2 separate regions of the Mus musculus genome follow, and region 1 is linked to region 2. The links are chromatin contacts, called in public HiChIP or PLAC-seq maps. All regions are on one chromosome and are shown on one strand. Each heading gives the region's core, a stretch centred on a gene start, on an enhancer-like site or on the middle of the called end of the contact. The rest is flanking DNA. Distances are from core to core; before and after follow the strand shown.

Evidence for each region. HiChIP or PLAC-seq counts read pairs in DNA pulled down with a chosen protein or histone mark.
Region 1: an H3K27ac HiChIP or PLAC-seq map of embryonic stem cells shows a contact between it and region 2, with 11 read pairs. The contact joins the promoter of Napepld here to the enhancer-like site in region 2. A contact is called at or near these places in 10 of 39 promoter capture datasets (the 3T3-L1 cell line, 3T3-L1-derived adipocytes, the C10 cell line and 7 more), 1 of 15 datasets of contacts at CTCF or cohesin (CD8 T cells), 29 of 484 Hi-C or Micro-C datasets (B cells, CD4 T cells, CD8 T cells and 20 more), 15 of 115 datasets of contacts at active chromatin or transcription factors (CD8 T cells, the SCID.adh cell line, acute myeloid leukemia and 8 more) and 3 of 9 other capture datasets (adipose tissue, liver and pancreatic islet).

What each region holds. Positions count from the first base shown.
Region 1 is chr5:21,698,538-21,702,662 of GRCm38.p6, reverse strand. Napepld (N-acyl phosphatidylethanolamine phospholipase D) reads left to right here and starts at 1,267. Exons shown (of 5, transcript NM_178728.6): 1 at 1,267-1,458.
Region 2 is chr5:21,666,014-21,669,960 of GRCm38.p6, reverse strand. The region is part of intron 4 of Napepld (N-acyl phosphatidylethanolamine phospholipase D); the gene reads left to right. Among named protein-coding and RNA genes, the nearest start is that of Gm51277, 5.9 kb to the left of the region's middle. Within about 2 kb of position 2,325, at least 21 of the 459 cell types and tissues checked have an H3K27ac peak or open chromatin away from gene starts, as enhancers often do. A contact at or near this core is called in embryonic stem cells, granulosa cells and uterus, where this site is marked.

The DNA.
Region 1 (4,125 bases), core at 18-2,517, 34 kb before region 2:
ATTTGAAGTGTGTCTTCCCTTCTTTTTTAAAATTTGCTAATGCATGTCGAGAATTATTCAGCCCCACCCAGGCGCAAAAGAGCTATCAGGAATAAACTTTAAACTTTTGCTAGTTTTACACTTAAAACTAGCAAAAGGAAAACAATCAGTTACAACTGCAAACTACCCTGAGGAAATCAAGTATACATCGATAGTGTCCTGCAGTATTAGATAGCTATAGTCACTTTCTAAATGCATTATAGTTTGGTTTGCATATTCCTAGCGTATCTGTACTAATGCCTGGTCTTTCTTTTCTTTTTGCTAACACAATCTCAGACACAATCTATTTAGTTCTGGTCTATGAATATATCTCACAAAGACCTTCAAGAGTATTTAAACTGTCAGCCTATCTATTTACCATTGAATTCTGTATGACTTTGCAAGTTATCTCTTGAAATAATTTCAACCAGTTAAGAATTTCAGAATTGTAATTTTATGTTTTGATCTTATCCTGAGATTTCAAAAAGCCAGACATTTAGAACATTATATGCCGAAGGCTGACATAATTTAAAATGTAACTGAGTACACAAGGTAGTGGAGCCATTTATACTCAGTACTCACTATATATAATCAGTGTCTGTAACCGAGCTCTTTAGTCAAGACTGTCAGTGCTGTTGTACATAGTGGGCCACGACAGGCACATTGGGCAACCAGATTCTTCTGGGTTTAGCAACTGTCAAGGAATGAGCTCACGTGACCTGGAAGGCTGGGAGCCAAACTGGTCAGAGAGCTTTGCGGTATCAGTTCTGCTCGCTGCGCGGACTTTACCAAGATGGCCTCGAGGCCTCTGCGCCTCTGTCCTCCGGGGCAGCCATCTTGGTAAAGGCCAGGCAGGGGGTGGCTCCCGGTATGACCCGGCTGCAGCCTGGGACCGCATGGTCAGAGACGACCGCCACCAAAGATGGGGAGGCGGCGCGTGCTGAGGCGCTGCGTGCAGCTGTTGGTGTCCTCAGCGGAGCTGGGGTGGCCGGGCCGAGGGAGGAGAGACGCGGGAGGAGGGCGTAGAGCGGCTGGGCCCGCAGAGCCGAGGCCCTCAGGCGAGGAGACGCGACGCAGCGCGCGCCTGCCTGCGCTCCGCGCAAGGTGAGCCCGCCCCTTCGCTCCACCCTCGCAAGATGGCTCCGCCCCTCGAGCTTCCGCTCCGTCCAGCAGCCTCGCTTCATCCCGCCCTCTAACCAACTCCGCCCCCCGCCTTCCAGCGCCGCCCACCGGCATGGCCCCGCCCACATACAGCGCGCCGCCTTCCCGGGAACCTGAGCGCCTGCGGGTGAGCCTCCCTGCTGTTAGCCTGGATCTTCGCGGGAGGCGGTTCGGCGACCGCGGTTCCTTTTCGTTGGTTTGCTCCTTAGTCTCGATATCTGCGTGGAACAGCCTTTCTGGGGCTGTTCGGATACCTCGGTGAAGTGCAGCGGGTTTCGAGTAGGTTTCTAGCACCCAAGCCCTGCCTCCTCCTGGAGATGCACTTGTGAGTGGCAGGCTTCTTTTGAATTACCGCACCTCTGGAGTTGCGGAGCTTGCATCTCTGGATCCGCTTACGTGAAGAGCCACCGCGTTTTTAGGCGCCCAGAGGGAAGTAGCTGTATTTGGGATTTAAGATCTACCCTTCCTGCTGCAGACTCCCTGGTTACAGCTCCACGATAGGAATACAAGTGGGTGTATCTTCATTTGGTTGTATGTAAATGAATGGGGTCCACAACTTGCTCAGAGCAACTTATTTCAGCTTCGGTGTAGTATTTATGTCCTAAAAAAATCCATCCCCAAAGCATTATTGCCGTTTTTCTTAAAGTAAGAGTAACTTATTTAACCACAGAATGAATAAAAGTACGAGGCGGGATTAGAGAAGGATGGCAATAGACCTTTTTCTTTCTTTTCTTTTTCCTTTTCTTTCTTTTGTACTGTGTTTGCTCATTAGATCGGCTATTCTTGATGGCGGTTCATATGGACTCCTCTTCCCAAGGAGCGCGGTATGAACCCGGTTGTTGTGAATATGCGTTCAAGGTCTCCAGTGGAACCTGGATAATGTGTACTAACAGTCAGACCCAGAAAACATTAAGGGATTGAGAAAAGTCAACAACATAAAAAAAAAAAAGTCTGGGATTCTTGCTTTGCCCTTACTGTAGGCTGTTTATACGTTGTTATGCTGTGACTTGCATGGGTGGTTTTGGCTTAGCATGAAGTCAGAAAGCCACTTTTGCAACACACTTCTCTTAAATTAAGAAATAATTTTCATCTTTATTAACAGATGGACGTATAACAGTTCTGTTTTGTCACATTGGGTAGAAGTTAGTGGTAACAACATGATTTAGAAAGAAGTTACATAATCTTTAAAAGGGTGATTACTTGTATCTTACAACAGTCTAATTAAAAAAAATAGTTTGATTTTTGTTGTAAGGAAATGTTAGCTCTGTTAAAGATTTAGGGCAAAAATGTGCATTTAAAATCAGAATCTAAGAGGAATCGAGGGTTTGAAATGGGTGTAAGTCAATTGGAAATACAGTCATAATTTTCAAAGATTTTATTTTGTTAATATTTTTACAGGCTTCATCCCTTCACGAATTATATAGCAAGTGTCCAAGAGACAAACATCTCTAGTGTATTTATCATGTTTCCTTTTCCACCCACAATTCCAAACTCGATCAGACAGATTCTGATTCCAAAACTGATGATTTTTTATTTTTTATTTTTATTAGATATTTATTTACATTTCAAATGTTATCCCCTTTCCAGGTTTCCCCTCCAAAAACCCCCTATCTCCTCCCTCCTCCCCGTGCTCCCCAACCCACCCACTCCCGCTTCCTGGCCCTGACATTCCCCTACACTGGAGCATAGAACCTTCACAGGACCAAGAGTCTCTCTTCCCATTGATGACCAACTAGGCCATCCTCTGCTGCATATGTGGCTGGAGTCATGGGTCCCTCCATTTGATCTCTTTGGTTGGTGGTTTAGTCCCTGGGAGGTCTAGGGGTACTGGCTGGTTCATTTTGTTGCCTCCTATGCAAAACTGTTTTCTAATGTTTGTTCAGTGGGACTGTTTAAAGACATTTTAACGTAAGGGTTCTGTCATAAGGTCAGGGATGTTTTATTGGAAAAGGTTTTGGTTATACTTTAGTTCTTTGAGTCACTCCTACCTATTTGTTTGAAAGAAGTCTTATATTCTTTTAGGTATTTAGAAAGCCAAAGGGATTTTTGTGGAAATTTAGTTTATATTTTCACTTTAGTTTGTTTTCTGTGTGCACGAGTGCGTATGTGTATTTGTGTGTGCATGTATGCGTGTGTTTCTCTTAGTGGTGCATAGCTGTAGCTAGAGTGGGGTCTCCCATTCCTTTTCATTCTATATGAGTAAGAATGTGGCTGCATGGAGCGCCCTGTCTATGTAGGTACTATAGATTAAAATAAATACAAGTAAAAGTGGTTTAATTGAAGTACTATTAGGCATGTATAACATTGGCATGAAAATCAGTTCCAGTGATTTCCACTGCAAGGTTGAAGCAATCGTCTTTTTTTTTTTAAAGATTTATTATTTATTTATTTTATGTATATGCATACATTGTATGCTGTACAGATGGCTGTGAGCCATCATGTGGTTGTTGGGAATTGAACTCAGGACCTCCGCCTACTTCAGCCCAAAGATTTTATTTATTATTGTATGTAAGTACACTGTAGCTGTCTTCAGACACACCAGAAGAAGGCGTCAGATCTCATTACGGATGGTTGTGAGCCACAATGTGGTTGCTGGGATTTGAACTCAGGACCTTCGGAAGAGCAGTCAGTGCTCTTACCCGCCGAGCTATCTCACCAGCCCGCAATCGTCGTTCTAACGACTACATTCCTGAAGAATTCTACATGTCTATAACTTACTGCTTTACTTGACCCATCTTTTGAACCTAGTAACCATTTATTCTGTTTTTATTTAACTAATTGACTTTTACACCATGCTATGTATGTTCTTGGCTAGCTCCAGGAGCAGTCCATACATAGTTATACTCATTCTACTGCCAACTAACCTTAAATGATGTATTATAACTTACACTTTTTTTGTTTTGTTTTGTTTTTCGGTTTTTCAAGACAGGGTTTCTCTGTATAGCC
Region 2 (3,947 bases), core at 1,076-3,575:
AGGGCAGCCGGAATAGAAGCATCTAACCTATCCAGTTAACTTGATTCAGTGCTTGTTATCTCTGACATTGGGGTAAACATGGCTTAGTCCTGAACTACATCAGAAGAACGGACTCTTTCTTAGGGGATTCATCCCCAGAGCTCTGCTGCCAGCCTGGGTTCTGGGGTCAGGCAAGTCTGGATCTAGAAGGGGTTAGAAGTCAACTTCTCTTTGGCACACTGAGGCTCCTTCTATCTCCTAGCACCTCTCTGCAGAGACCCAATGTTTTCTTGCTTGCCTTCTTGTTCTGCTTGCTCTTGGCCTGATCCTTCCTAAGATATGGTTTGTTCCAGAATTACCTAATACACTCCCTGTTCATTTCCCTAACCCCTAGTTAAAGTGCCTGTTTTATGATAAAATAACCCTGTGTAATGCCGCAGGTCATTGACCATGCTGCTGGAGGTGGAATGGAGCAATAAGTGACAACCTACAGAGCCAGGAGGAAGGCTTCCCCACCCCCACCAGAGGGACATGTGTGCATTTGGCAAGAGGCAACCTGTTGCATGCGTATACTGCCATTTGATGGCAGTTTCTTCTGCCATCTCTGTGTGGTTGTGTGTGTGGACATCCCATGGGTATCCTGTCAGTGACCTAGATGGAATAGTAGTATTTATTAAGCCTTTGTAAAGGAAAGCCTGACGACTCAGCCTCAGTGATGGGCAGTCACGAGGGAGGGCTCTTTGCTGAGATGGAGAGACAGGGAGAAGATCTAAACCTCAGATGTCAAGACCCATTTCACTATTAAGCCTTCAAACATCGTGCTGAATTGTCTCGAAGAATACAGTATAAATAAAGCTTAGTAAAAGCCTGAATTGTAAAATTATCTTTTGTTTGCCTGATGTAATTGCTGTCTCCGAGGTTTACTACCTCTGTCTTCTAACCTATGCCTGGTCTTGGAAGCTTCCAGCCTCCATGCAATCTTATCTAGGCCTAGAATGTTTTCAGCCTCTGAGACTTGGCTACTGAATAAGTTCACCCTTATGTAGTTCTTTTTCATCTCTACCTGGCTGGTTCAACTCAGCTGTCTTAGCTCAAAATTCCTCTCCAATCTGACTTGATTCAATCTGGCTTCTTGCTCTTTTCTCCTGAATTGCTCTACTTGGTTTCACACTAACCCTAGCAACCTGTTCCAATCTTCTGGCTCCTTCTCATTCGCTGGCTCATTCTGTCTTCACCTGTATCTAACTTGTTCTTCCCATAACCTGTCTCTGTGTGAGTGTCCTCTTTTTTGTTCGTTTGTTTGTTTGTTTGTTTTTTGAGACAGGGTTTCTCTGTGTAGCCCTGGCTGTCCTGGAACTCACTTTGTAGACCAGGCTGGATTCGAACTCAGAAATCCTCCTGCCTCTACCTCCCGAGTGCTGGGATTGATTGTCCTCTTTTAAAACTGCCCCCCCCCTCTCTCTCTCCCCTCCCTCCCTCCCTCCCCCCCCCCCTCTCTCTCCTGCTCTCTTAAGTAGCTTCCCTTTCCTCTCTCTTCTGAGAGCTGGGCATATCCTATTCTGTCAAAACTTTCTCTGATTCATCACTTTTTCTGCCATTCAATTAGACATCACTTTCAAACATGGGTGCTTCCTTCTACAAACTAATGTTACCTTCATTGTTTGGGACTAAAGGTGTGTAGTAAGGATGTGTCTGTATTCCAGCCAGAGGGATGAAAGGTGTGTGCTAAGGTTGAGCCACACCACAACTAGAAACAGGGTTTTTTCAGTAAATAACACAATCTTGGGATTCACAGTGTGATCAAATAGGCTGCAACACCTAATTATTTAGTAGTTGGTTGAACGCTGTCAGCGACCCTCTAAACATAGCTGCAGGCAGGAAATAAACAGAGAGGAAAATACCCACATTATATGTTAAGCCCCAAGAAAAGCTTCCTGGCTTTTATATTTTGTTGATTTTCTCATCACTCCTGGAAAGGATTGAGTGCTGCAGGCAGCAGGCCTGGCCCCATCCTGCAATGAGGAGACGCAGCCCAGCACTCCTGCTGGGCAGTCTGAGGAGTTGCTTCTAGAGACGTTGTTGACTCCTGTGTAGCTGGGATCGTAAGTCACAGAAGAGAATTGCAGGTTAGATCAGAATCAGGGTGACTCAATATTAAGAAGCAGTAAACACCGTGGGCAGATTTCAAGTGTAGGCATTCAGAAAGATAAGCTTGGGGCTGGACAGATGGCTCAGTAGATGGAGTATTAGAAAGTTATAGAAGTTTATAGCATTCTTCTGGCTTAACTGCTGCCTTAACTGCTGCTGGCTGACTGTTCATTAGCTGCCTTATTCCTGTTGTGATGCTGCTCAGGAAAGAGTAGAATTGCTGTGCAGGCAGTCTTTACTGTGGATTTATTAGTTGTGTCTAAAGTCAGTGGGGAATGTAAACTGGGGCTTGGTGAAGGAGCTCTTCCTGTCCCTTAATCTTCCTACTGTCTGGATTCTTTCACCTTTCTAGATCAGCTCCTTCCCCAGTCATATTTACATATAAGCTGTCTCCTCCTCTAGCCAGAACCGCCTCCCTCTTCACCCTCACAGACAGCTCAGCCTTCATCCCACACATTGTCCGGTGCACTCTGCTCATTTCTATAGAAGACCTTTACAATTTGAATCAAATCACAGCACAGCGTGACCTGGGAGCCTCATGTTTGGGGTGAAAACCTGCTTGCCTACAGTGCCCTGAGCAGCCCAAGCTATTGGGTGTATGCTTAGAGGGGGCTTTCTTGGGAGGGCCCCTGAGATTATTGTCTTTAAGACAGACCCCATTTCCAGCACTTTGTTCCCTTTTTATTTCCCTTTGTGTTGGTCTCTGTATTAGAAGGGTAAGACTTTTGTCTGGTTCATGAGCTGGCATGCTCTGTAGATACCTAGAAGACAGTCTTCACAGAAGGGGACAGACAGACTCCCCACTGGCGACTAGTTCAGAAAAGTTGACTTGTTTTTTAACTTCTAAATGTTACCTTTCTAAGTAGGTAGGGAAAAAGAAACTTCGAATCCATTAAGAAAAAAAAAAGCTATTATACAGCATAGAGATTTAGGTCAGAAGGGAAATAACTTTTAAAAAGGGGGATGAAGTTGGAATGGGGCGGGACTGGGAGGAGATGAGGGAGGGGATAAGGAGTGGATGTTATTGAAATAGATTGTACACGTGTATGAAATTCTCTAATAATTAGTAGAAATAATATTTATTAGTGTGCTTATACCTCTGGTGGTGTAGCTATATATTTCTCTTAAATTGTTCTTTTTACTACATCACAACGATTCTCTAGTTTTCTATGTGTTTTTAAAAATGTTTTTATGTGCATGAGTGTTTTGCCTGCATATATGTCTGTGTACCACACCTGTGCCTGGTGCCCAAGAGGGCCAGAAGAGGGCATCTGATTGATGGGACTGGAGTTACAAACAGTTTTCAGCCACCTCGGGATGCTAGTAATGGAGCCTGGTCCTGTAGAAGAGCAACCAGTGCTTTAACCACGGAGCCATTTCTCACAGCCCTTCCAAAAATTGTATTTTAAAAACAAATTAAGTTGTTTACTTTCATACTTTAAATTTCTTTGTAAAAACAATTTCATTCTATGTTCAAGTGGTCTGCACTTTCAAAATAATTTACATTGGGTGTTTGTACGGAGCATGGGCACCACAGGATGGATGTAGAGGTCGAGAGGGTCAATTTTATTCGTATACCATGTGGGTCTGGGGATCTAACTCAGGGCTCCGGGTTTGAAATCTAGTATCTTTGCCTGCCAGGCATTTTGCCAAGACACTTCAAACTTTTTAAGAAAGTATTCAAGTGTGCAAAAAACATTCTGGAGCGTGTTTTGTACCATTTTGTTTAAGCTTTATTTATTATTATATGTAAGTACACTGTAGCTGTCTTCAGACACACCAGAAGAGTGAGTCAGATCTCAATTATGGGTGGTTGTGAG